Regions from separate parts of the Canis lupus genome. Here region 1 is linked to region 2. The links are chromatin contacts, called in public Hi-C maps. All regions are on one chromosome and are shown on one strand. The core of a region is the stretch at or near the end of the contact, and the rest is flanking DNA. Distances in the headings are between cores, read along the strand shown.

What was found. A called contact is a pair of places that touch in the nucleus more often than the background predicts.
Region 1: a contact with region 2 is called in a Hi-C map of blood, with 2.7 times the contacts expected there. The contact joins the promoter of LPXN here to the promoter of FAM111A in region 2. A contact is called at or near these places in 3 of 9 Hi-C or Micro-C datasets (blood and skin fibroblasts).

Annotation. Positions count from the first base shown.
Region 1 is chr18:38,254,635-38,260,043 of UU_Cfam_GSD_1.0, reverse strand. It overlaps LPXN (leupaxin), which reads right to left and starts at 2,400. Exons shown (of 9, transcript XM_038563189.1): 1 at 2,200-2,400. The coding sequence starts at 2,212.
Region 2 is chr18:38,036,668-38,041,947 of UU_Cfam_GSD_1.0, reverse strand. It overlaps FAM111A (serine protease FAM111A), which reads left to right and starts at 1,454. Exons shown (of 4, transcript XM_038563170.1): 1 at 1,454-1,768; 2 at 3,484-3,600.

The DNA.
Region 1 (5,409 bases), core at 1,151-3,650, 220 kb before region 2:
AAGCAGACCATATCTCTAAGAGTAGAAGGTTACTAATCAGTGAACCAAATTTAGTGAAACTCTCCCCCCTGGGTCATGAGTTAACAGGCCTTTCTCTTCCTGTTTCCTAGAGGCGCACATAACACCAACACCCCAGATTATCTTGCTTTCTGCCAGATTCCGTAATTTGCAGATGACTAATTTCAGTATGACAAATGTGGGATTATGAGGGGTGGGGGCGGGGGCAATATTAGATGGAAAACTCTGTAGTCCTTCCCTATAGCCCTTCATCTGCAGAAATCAAATCACGTCGACACGAAAGGAAGAAAGTGTGGCCTTGGGATAGCTCAAAGGATTGGGGTGATTTCAATCAGAGCCAGAGTCTGCCTCAGGTTCCCCTTTATCTAGCATCTCCGAGTAATGAAGGTTTAGGTAAAACTTCTGGGTAGAAACAAACCACCAATGTTAGAGGAAGTACTGCAAAAAGGAAATATCCGCTTGCCTTTGCTGACCTGTCTTCCACCATATTCCTCTGCAGCAGAGAAGAAAGACCCACTCTAAGTCTTTTGGGTAATTACTGAGCTGTTGACAATCTAAAGAAACAGTTGAGGTTCAGCTGCCCAGATATATTATATGAATGTTACCTTCCAGGCAACTTGGTACTTTCCACATCTCTGGACCAGATTTATCTACTGTTCATCCTATGCAAGCAGTGCAAAACTCTGCAAATCTAATTTTTAATTTTCTAATTATCTGGGTTGTTCTATGGGTTGGAACACCTGAGCCAACGCACTAAAATGGGAGAATGCCTTGTAGCTTAATCAGTTCTGGTGTCAGGGGCTCCTGCGAGTGATACTGAACACAGTTATTGTTTTTCTCAGTTTTTTCATTGAAAAAAAAATGGATAATACCCATTTCAAAGAGTTGTTTCAGACACTAACATGATTAATATATGTAAAAATGTCAAGTTTTAGTTTAAGTCACTAAATAAGTATTACTTTCCTTCTGAATTAGCTGCATGAAAACCATTAGGTATCGCTAAAATAAGAAAGAAGGGCTAGATTCTAGTGAGCTGGATTAGAACTCAGGCAGAAAGGTGAACGTCCTCGACTCTCACGCAGGCTAAGAATCTGGATTCTACTCCAAATCCAAAACATGTTCGACCCCATGCATCAAAATAGACTTTACCTTTAAAACAATTCAGTATTTATTTATTTATATTTAATAAATCTTCATTAACATCTCTTCCCTCCTGTAATTTGCCTATCTTCCTTTCTCTGCTCCTCTAGCTCTCAAATTACCCTCTAAACAACTAACAACAAAAAAAGACAATACACAAGATGTGCTTATAGTTGTTCCCACTTTCGACATACCCCAAACATACAAAAACCCAGGACACTCTGGAATTAATACAGCTTGGAAATTGAGTAAAATGTTAGTGACTCAGTATTAGTAAGGATGCCAGCAACAAACGTCAGCAAAGGAAAAGGAATGAATCCCAAGAATGACAAACCTTCCATTACTCCAAAGACTGGGAATCAGAGATCTCTCCGAGCAATGTGGCCAATTGTTTCACTGCTGGTTTTAATTGTTTGAAATGGAAAGAGTATCATATTTGTAGGCCATAGTAATCTGTTCCTTCAGAATTCCTCTGACTAAAAAGCTTAGCAACAGAATCACTGGAGTTTTAAGCACTAATTCTCCTTGATTTAACACTAAACCATGGAACAAATGAAACCACCCTGGCCTTTCTCCAACATTTACAGATGCCTCATTCTCGTTCTTCTGGTCCATTTCTTCTCCTCGTAATACCCCCTTTATCCCTCTCCTTTTTTTCTTTTTTTTCTTCCTAAATCACAAATCTGCAGGTGCCAACTATGCGACCACCCTATGACCAGCAACAGCCCCCGAGGGGCAAATACTCATAATAAAATGACGATCTCAATCATAAGTCAATCCAAAAATATGTGTGCAAAGTTTCCCCTGGTGAGCACCAATCTCTCCGCCTATTTGTGCCGCTGCAGAGTGAACCCAGAGTTCCCCAAAACAATCATAGTTCCTCCTGCTTCACTCTTGGTTGGGCTGAGGTCAGGAGAGAAGTGGAAACAAAATCTTCCAGCACCACCCTCCCTCTGGCTTGAAGTACACCCCACCACACAGAGATGGCAGCCAAGTCTTCATTCCCTCGGGAGTTTCTCCTCCAAGATGGCCCTCACTCACCCAACTCTTCCATCGTCACACACCCAAGATGCTCTGGTCCCACAGGTTGTGAGGAACTGCTTTGGCATGTGCTGAACAAGAGGACCACAAAGGAACTGAATGAGACAGCGTGAAGCTGCCTCTATAACCCTTTTTGGTTCCTGTATTTGCCTAGCACTTCCTCTCTTTTGATTCGGTGAGTTTCTTTTCCTTTTTTTTTTCTTTCTTGCTTTTTTTTTTTTTTTTTTTTTTTTTTTTGGTAAGTTAGGGTTTTGAAAATGGGACATATAAAGTGCATAGAAGGATTTGAGTTCTGTTAGTGCATTGGCCAGGGTGATAAAGATTCGAAATTAACTTCGAAAAAAATTGAGCACCTACTATGCGTCAGGATTCATCTTGAATTCATGGGACCACAGATTTGCACTTGCGTTGTTCCCCAATGTGGGTCTATGGCACTGTGACTGTGCATCAGAAAACCTGCTATCTGGGTGTGAATGTGTGTGTGAAGCCATGACTGTGGAAGCAAGTTTCCTTCATAAAATTTCTATCAGAGTTAACCAGCACCCAATTCATTTTGCTATCTTTGTTTATTTACTGATTCAGAAATTATGCTTACCAGCTTCCTTGAATAGAGTGCAAATCCATTAAAAGTAGGGCAGAGTAGCAGTCACATTGGGATTTTTTCAGGACTTGGTTATTTCTGGGGTCTAAAACACAACTATAGTGATCATGAAGAATAAAACCGGAAGACCAGACACAAGGTGTCAAGCTGCAGATGTCTCAGGAAGCACAATTTCTGCCTAGTAATGTTGCCTAATAGCAGTTTCTCTGAAAAGGGATCCTGAGATTGACTTTCACCTTTTTTTATCGCTGTGATTTTTTATCCACGTCAAATGAAATAAAGCATTTACAATAGGCTTATTATGAGAAAGCAGTATGTAAAGAACTATAATTATGGCCCTCTGAAACATAATATTACTTCCATTTTTACCAGTGGTGAAATATATTCAAGGGATAGTAAGTTGCTAAAGATAACAGAATTACAGATAGCTTTGCTATTTATTATAATCCAGATTTAGTTTCAGTGCCTGTGATCTTTCCTCTCCAACACTGAGGTCTTTTTTTACGTTGATGTAAAGGAATCATTCATTCTTCCATTCCCCTGTGATGTTAAGATTTTTTTTTTTTAATCAAAAGGAGATTCCCACTCTGCATTACTTTGAGCAGCCATTGGATGTCAGTGCTGTTCCAAAAGTCCAAATGGATTTGAAACAAATTCCCATCCACACCAATCCATACAGCTTTTACAACTGAAATGCCACTAGTCCCGTTGAAAGTGCAAAATACTCGATGGCGAATATAAGACATTTGCCGAATCTTAAGTGGTAACTGAGCCAAAACACTGAAAGGAAAACTGCACTTCAGCACTTGGCTTGCAAATATTAGACTCCATCTGCAGCTTAAAATGAATGATTAATGTGAAATTTAGAATTGGATCCCCAGGTCTTGTTTTCATCCGCTTGGGGGGCGAGGGCTGTGTGTGTGTGTAAGCCCCAGATGCTTCATTTTTCCAGGGGTAAGAACCACTCTTTGATTTTAGTGCATGAAAGGAAGAAATGAAGGCATGCTGGAGGCCCACTGCTGTCGTGGAATGCAACCTGGAAAACAAATGGAAAACTCCCATTTGACGCATTAGGATAATTTAGCTGCACGCGCTGGTGGACATAAAAGTAATTTCTGACAAAGCTGCTGCTCTGACTGTGCTTCCTGTGCAGCAGAAACATTTAAAACCACAGAAGCCGAGTGGTTTCGAGGCAAGAGGCACGAAGGAGGCCTTTGGTTTCTGAGTAGGTCGCAGAATCACGCTAACAGGACCCCCCCCCCCCCCCCCCCCCGCCGCAGCCCTGGGACCGCAGCCAGGTCAAAGCACCCTACGCCAGCTACTGGGCACCGACATCTAGTAGAACAGTAGCTCTACAATTCTTTCCAGGCTTTTATTAAGAACCCAGTGATTGATTGGTGGGAACTGCGCTACGCCCCGAGCACCCGACGGATCCAGATTCGGTCCCTGACCTCCAGGAGCTCACAGGGTAGTGAGTTACAGGATGACGAGGCGAACACTGCAGGCGTGAACCCTAGGAGGTGCGAAGTAACCAATCCAGACAAAGCGCTACTAACGCGGCCACCCAAGAAATGTCCCGTCAACGCCAACTTAGAAAGTCGACATAAACCGTCCCAAGCTATCCCGACCAGCAATCCACTCGCCACTTCTGCCAGGATCTGTGCGGTCGTCGCGGCCTAACCCGGAAACACTACCTCCCTGAAAGACCACACAGCCACTGCAGAAAGAGCGAACTACCTTTCCCAGCGTGCATCAGTCAAAACCTTCCCGGCATCCTCTCCGCCTCCGGTTTCTAATCTTTCCCCCCCCGCCCAAGCTTAGGCTCTTTAAGACTCCATCTCCCAGGATGCCTTTTAACAAGTTAACCGAGCGCATGCGCCAAGAGGCGGGCCCTCCTTGCCCTCACGACCCCGCCTCTGTTCTACCGCCGCCATTTTTTCAGAGACTTTCATCCGGCTGCCGACGGGGTTTTTTTTCTTAAAGGAGAAGCGACAACTCAAAAAATTTCCCCCTTCGTTCCCGCAAGACCTGGCGGCGCTGGGGACAGAAAGGCCACAGACAGGAAAGTGGGATCGGGGTGGAGGCAGAAGAACGCCGAGGCTACTTCCGCGGCTTAAGGAAGAAGGATAGAAAGAGCCTTGTGGCATTAGCGGCTCCTTAGGGAGGCAGGTGCGCGCGCAGCCAGTCCGGGGTGCGCGCGAGGCGGGGAAAAAGGTGCGTTTTCCTCCCACCAATCTCCTCGCGGGACCTGCTCCTCCCACTGCCCCTAGCGCGCGCTGAGCTCGTGGCGCGTGGAGGGGGGGTGGAGGAGGAGGAGGAAGGTCACTTTAGGATTGTCGCGAGACGCAGCCGTTTAACGGTGAGAACGGGTGCGCGGGGAAGGAAACCTCGCGCGCTCCCTCAGAGCCGTTTCCTGATTGGCTAAGGAAGGGGTGGGGGAGGGAACGCGGGACGTCGCTACGTGAGAGACGACGAGGGGCAGGGGCGAGGAAGCCGTCCCTCCTCTCCCATTGGTCCGCTGAACGTCCTGTGGCGGGCGCGCGCGCGCCGCCGGCGGTAGCGGGCCTTGAGTGGCAGGGGGCGGGGGGGGCGCCCTCGGAGCCGGGCGG
Region 2 (5,280 bases), core at 205-2,704:
CTCTCTCTCTCTCTCTCTCTCTCTGTGAGACTATCATAATAAAAAAAATTTATTCTGTCATTATAGGTCTTACTCCACAATTTCTTTTTTTTTCAAAAATCTTTTTTAGATTTTTAAATTTATTTATTCATGAGAGACAGAGAGAGAGGCAGAGACACAGGAGGAGGGAGAAGCAGGCTCCATGCAGGGAGCCCGACGTGGGACTGGATCCCTGGTCTCCAGGATCAGCCTGGGCTGAAGGCAGCGCTAAACCGCTGAGCCACCCAGGCTGCCCCTTACTCCACATTTTCTGCACAGGCAGTGGGCTTCAACAAAACCAAGAAAAGACAACTTCACTCCTCTTCATAGTTGCGATTGCTTCTTAATTTCCAGACAATATCTCGGAAGTCTATCAAATGCTGACAAGTCTGCTGGAATAATGCGCCAGGAGGTTGCTGGTCAATGCTGGGAGGTCACCAGGATAGTTCTCCAAAACCAGATAGCTCAGACTGTTAGGCATTTTCAACCTTAGTATTTTTACCAACCCTTGCTTGTCACTCTCAGGAGCATAGAAACTTCTAATGACTCAGAGAACCACAGTGAGTGATGAAATTTTCATACAATTTGGGTTTTCTGTTTTTTGCCTTTTAAAAGTTTATTCTCTCCAAACCCTAGAGAACCCACAGAAGAGAAAGCAGGAGTTGTAGCTACTTTGGTGTGTATTGTGTGCACATTATGCCCAGTTCCCCCAAATTATCACATGTATTATAGTTACTAACACACTTTGGAACCCTATCACTCTACACACATTAGATAATATTCCTCTGTCAATTGCGGCAAATTTGTCACGGTTGTAACCGTGGCTCCTTTTCCAGTGCAGTATCGAATACGTGCACATCTGCCCTTGACGCAGATCCTTAACCAGCAGGTGGTCTGCAAGCCCCATCCTACTGGAGTTGTCAGCTCTGAGATTCATCTTCCTGGGGTCCGTAGGGTTTTCTTCATCAGGATCGTGAACGTCTGCCTCTATGGATAGACGGTTGGAGGATAGATTCTTGACTAGGGCATTCACTCCGCTCCCATTCTCGGCTTCTTCCTGATTGTCATAGTCGTAGGACCCGCCCCAGCTGCTGGGAACGCCAGAGTCGCCCAAGTCCCCTTCTCCGCACCCGCCCGCGGCGTTTCCCGAGCGACGGAGCCGGTGACACGCTGCAGAAGCCCAGCTGGAGCCTCCGCCTCCTCCTTACACACGCCCTCCAGGCGGGGACCCAGGGCATCCGGGAGGCGCGTCTTCGCCCACTTACTTCCACCCCGGGTTCCTGCGCAAGGACGGGGGCGGCCTCCTTGGCTCCCGTCCGAGGCCCGCCTCCCGCTCCGCCCCCCGCTGGCTCGGCCTCGCGGATTCAGGCAGTGATGGCCGCGAGCGGCCTGGTGAGTCCGGGCCTGCTCCCGGTCGCCGCGACTCCGAACCACTAGGCAGGGAGCGAGCGCGGGCTCCCGCGGCCCGATCGCGGCCGGGGATCGTGCACACCCCGCGCGCCAAGGTCCACATTCGCCCTTTCCCGCGCTCCGCTCGGCGGGAGCGCGGCCAATCGGCTTCCGCAGTAGCAGAGCATCCGACCAATGAGAGCAAAGCGACTCGGGATCTCCACGCCCATTGGCCAGAGGCACTGACACTTGCGCGGAAGGCGGAATTCCTGTGGCGGCAAAGGCCTTCCCCCCACCCTCACCCCAACGCAAAGTCGCGAGTCCTGCGAGTCCTGCCGGGTTTGGGACGAGCTCTTCTTCGGTGAGTTATCCCTTTGGATCTGCAGCTGATTTAGAGTTTAGAGAAAATTCATTGTCAGGGACACGATGCCGAAAAAACTCAGGCTGGGATGGGGGTGGGGGGCAGGGAAAATAAAAAAAACATACTGCTGTTTCCTTAAAGGATGGAGGTCTGGCCCTGGCAACTTAGAATAAGATTAAAAAAAAAAAAAAAAGAACAGAATAAGATGATGCAATGTGCATTTCTTTTGCAGTGCCCAAGGGGAGAGCGGATTCTAATTTTTAAAACTGATGTGCTTTATAAGACCCAATGTTAATTAACTTCGTGAAAATGTTTCGTAAGAACATTCCCCTGTGTCTGAATGCTGTGTGTGACAAATCATGTCAAGTGTGTTTTCAGGAGTGAGCCTCTTTCCAGGATAAAATACTCAATATTCTAAGAGACAAATGAAAAAATGATGATTATGTTCTCAAGCATGTTCATCATTAAGAGCGCCGAAGCCATCTACATTCACATAGATTGCTAACTACATTAATAGGACTTATCATACTGTTTTCATCCACATAAATTCACTATCCCAGCAAACTTTGCCCAGGGACATGAAAATTGCAAATATCTTTATTGCTTATTCCAATAACTTCCTCAAAGACGCAAACGCTCTTCCATTGAAAACATCAGAGCACAGCTTACATCCCAAACCTTCTTGAAAAATCCTTGTCTGTCGTCCACCAATCCTAAACTGTTACCCAGTGTTTACCCTATCCTAAACATTAAAGACCCCACATTAAAGACCTGCCTTAAACCAGAATTCAGAATCTCAATAAATAGCCCAACCTTGCTCTCCCCTTTTGAGACACTACCAAAATTCTGCTCCCCTAGAACCTCAAGAAGCAGTAAGCTTAGCTTTGTCTTATCAACAGATGGTTCTTTTTTTTTTTAATGTTATTTATTTATTTATTCAGGACACACACACACACACAGAGGCAGAGACATAGGCTGAGGGAGAAGCAGGCTCCCCGGGGAGACCCTGCTGAGGGAATCTATGCTGGGACCCCAGGATCAGGCCCTGAGCTGAAGGCAGACGCTCAACCACTGAGCCACCCAGGTGCCCCTCAACAGATGGTTCTGTTGGGATTTCTGGGAGCCAGCATTTGACATCCTTGGAGGCCCCAGCAACATCCTTGGAGGCCCAGCAACTGGCTCCAGTAGTCAGTTTCTGCTGCCACAACTCCAAATCAGCGTTCCTCTGAGTCCCTTGAACTTTCTCTCCGTGCTCACTGAACTCAAAGGTGGGAAAAGTGAATCTGGCATGAAGTTCAGCTCCAGCGTTTTCTGTTGTTGAGTTTCCCCGAGTGCTGAGTTTATTTTGTCCTTGGGAGTAAAGATACCGTTTAAGGCATCCTTCTGATTACCTGACCAAAACTTGAAAAGATCTAATCTTGATCAATCCCGCCTCGTTAGCAATGGAACAGTTGGTCTCTCCCCTTGTCAGCTGTGGCTGTACTTGGTAGGAGAAAAGATCACCGGGAGGCAGGCGTCTGCCTCTCAGAGGGCTGGGGGGGGGGCGGGGACACGGAGTCTTGGGGGAGGACCGAGGCCCCCCAGGCCTGCTCCGCGGGCGCCCAAAAAGCAGGGGCGGGGCTGCTGGAAGCCGCAAGGGTTGTGAAAGTGGAAGCCGCCCGACGGCCGGCGCGGAGACCTTCCCGAACCTCAGCGGGGCCTCCCGTCCGGACCAGCCTCCCGGGAGAGCGCGGCGGCCTCGGCGACTTCCCAAAGGCGCGGACCCGCGCTGGGCGCTGGATTCAAGTCCCGGGTGCTGGGCTGCGGAGGTGCTGCGGGCCCTGGAGCAGCGGGTGAGCGCGGGGCCTGCGGGGCTGGGCGGGGGCGCGTGGGGCCCTTGCAGGAGGCCTGGGGTCAGCCGGGGATCTGGCTCTGTCCCTCCCACGTGCTCCCCAGTGGAGGGAGAGAAGAGGGAGAAGGGGGAGAGGAAGGGGCAAAAGGGGAGCTGGAAGGAGGAGAGAGAAAGGGAGGGTGGGGAGATGGGGGGAGGGGAAGAGCCAGATGGAGGGGAGGGGGAGAGAGGGAGAGCCAGAGGAGGAGAGAGAAGGAGAGGGTGGGGAGAGTGGGGGAGGGGAAGAGCCAGAGGAGGAGAGAGAAGGGGAGGGTGAGGTGGGGAGAGCAGAGAGGATGAGGAAGGGTGGAGAGAGAGGTGAGTGTGGGAGGAATTCTATGGAGAGCCCCAGGTAGGCAGGAAATGGATGGAGGACAGTTATGTCCTTACCTCCTCACTGAAGATGGGGGGGGGGGGGGGCAAGTGGTTTAGCTGAACCTTCTCCAACCCTAAGAGGAGGCTGGAACCAGATGGCTAGCTGAGGACACTTCATATCTGCCTTAACGTGACTCACACTGGATACTAGAAATGATGTTGCGTGTGTGTGTGTGTGTGTGTGTGTGTGTGTGTGTAATGGTGGGATGTTTTCTTAATCTCTTGCCCCTTGCCACTGTGACTGCTCAAGTTTATCCCAGTCTAGTGCAAGATCTACATTTCTTTCCATCCCCTTCGTTTCCCTTTTCTGACCCTGAGTCACTTGGGTCCTCTCTCAAAGTCCCTAAGATTGGGTCGTCATCCAGGGACACACTGAAACCCCAGAATCTCTTAGTTGTTGGGCAGTTCTTGCCCTCAAGGATCTTACAACACAGCCCAATGATATGTATCGACTTTTGCTTCCCTAGTCCTCCACTGTTTGAAAAGTATCCCTGTGGTAAGTATATTGATATTGATACTAGTAATAGTAATATTTACTGGTATGTGAATCAACCTGTTATGTGCCAAGCAGTGTTCTAAAGGCTTTTCTTTTTTTTTTCATTTCATTTTTTTAATAATAAATTTATTTTTCATTGGTGTTCAATTTGCCAACATAGAGAATAACACCCAGTGCTCATCCCGTCAAGTGCCCCCCTCAGTGCCCGTCACCCATTCACTCCCACCCCCCCGCCCTCCTCCCCTTCCACCACCCCTTGTTCATTTCCCAGAGTTAGGAGCCTTTATGTTCTGTCTCCCTTTCTGATATTTCCTACCCATTTCTTCTCCCTTCCCTTCTGTTCCCTTTCACTATTATTTATATTCCCCAAATGAATGAGACCATATAATGTTTGTCCTTCTCCGATTGACTTATTTCACTCAGTTCCATCCACGTTGAAGCAAATGGTGGGTATTTGTCGTTTCTAATGGCTGAGGAATATTCCATTGTGTACATAGACCACATCTTCTTTATCCATTCATCTTTCGATGGACACCGAGGCTCCTTCCACAGTTTGGCTATTGTGGCCATTGCTGCTAGAAACATCGCGGTGCAGGTGTCCTGGCATTTCATTGCATCTGTATCTTTGGGGTAAATCCCCAGCAGTGCAATTGCTGGGTCTTAGGGCAGATCTATTTTTAACTCTTTGAGGAGCCTCCACACAGTTTTCCAGAGTGGCTGCACCATTTCACATTCCCACCAACAGTGTAAGAGGTTTCCCTTTTCTCCGCA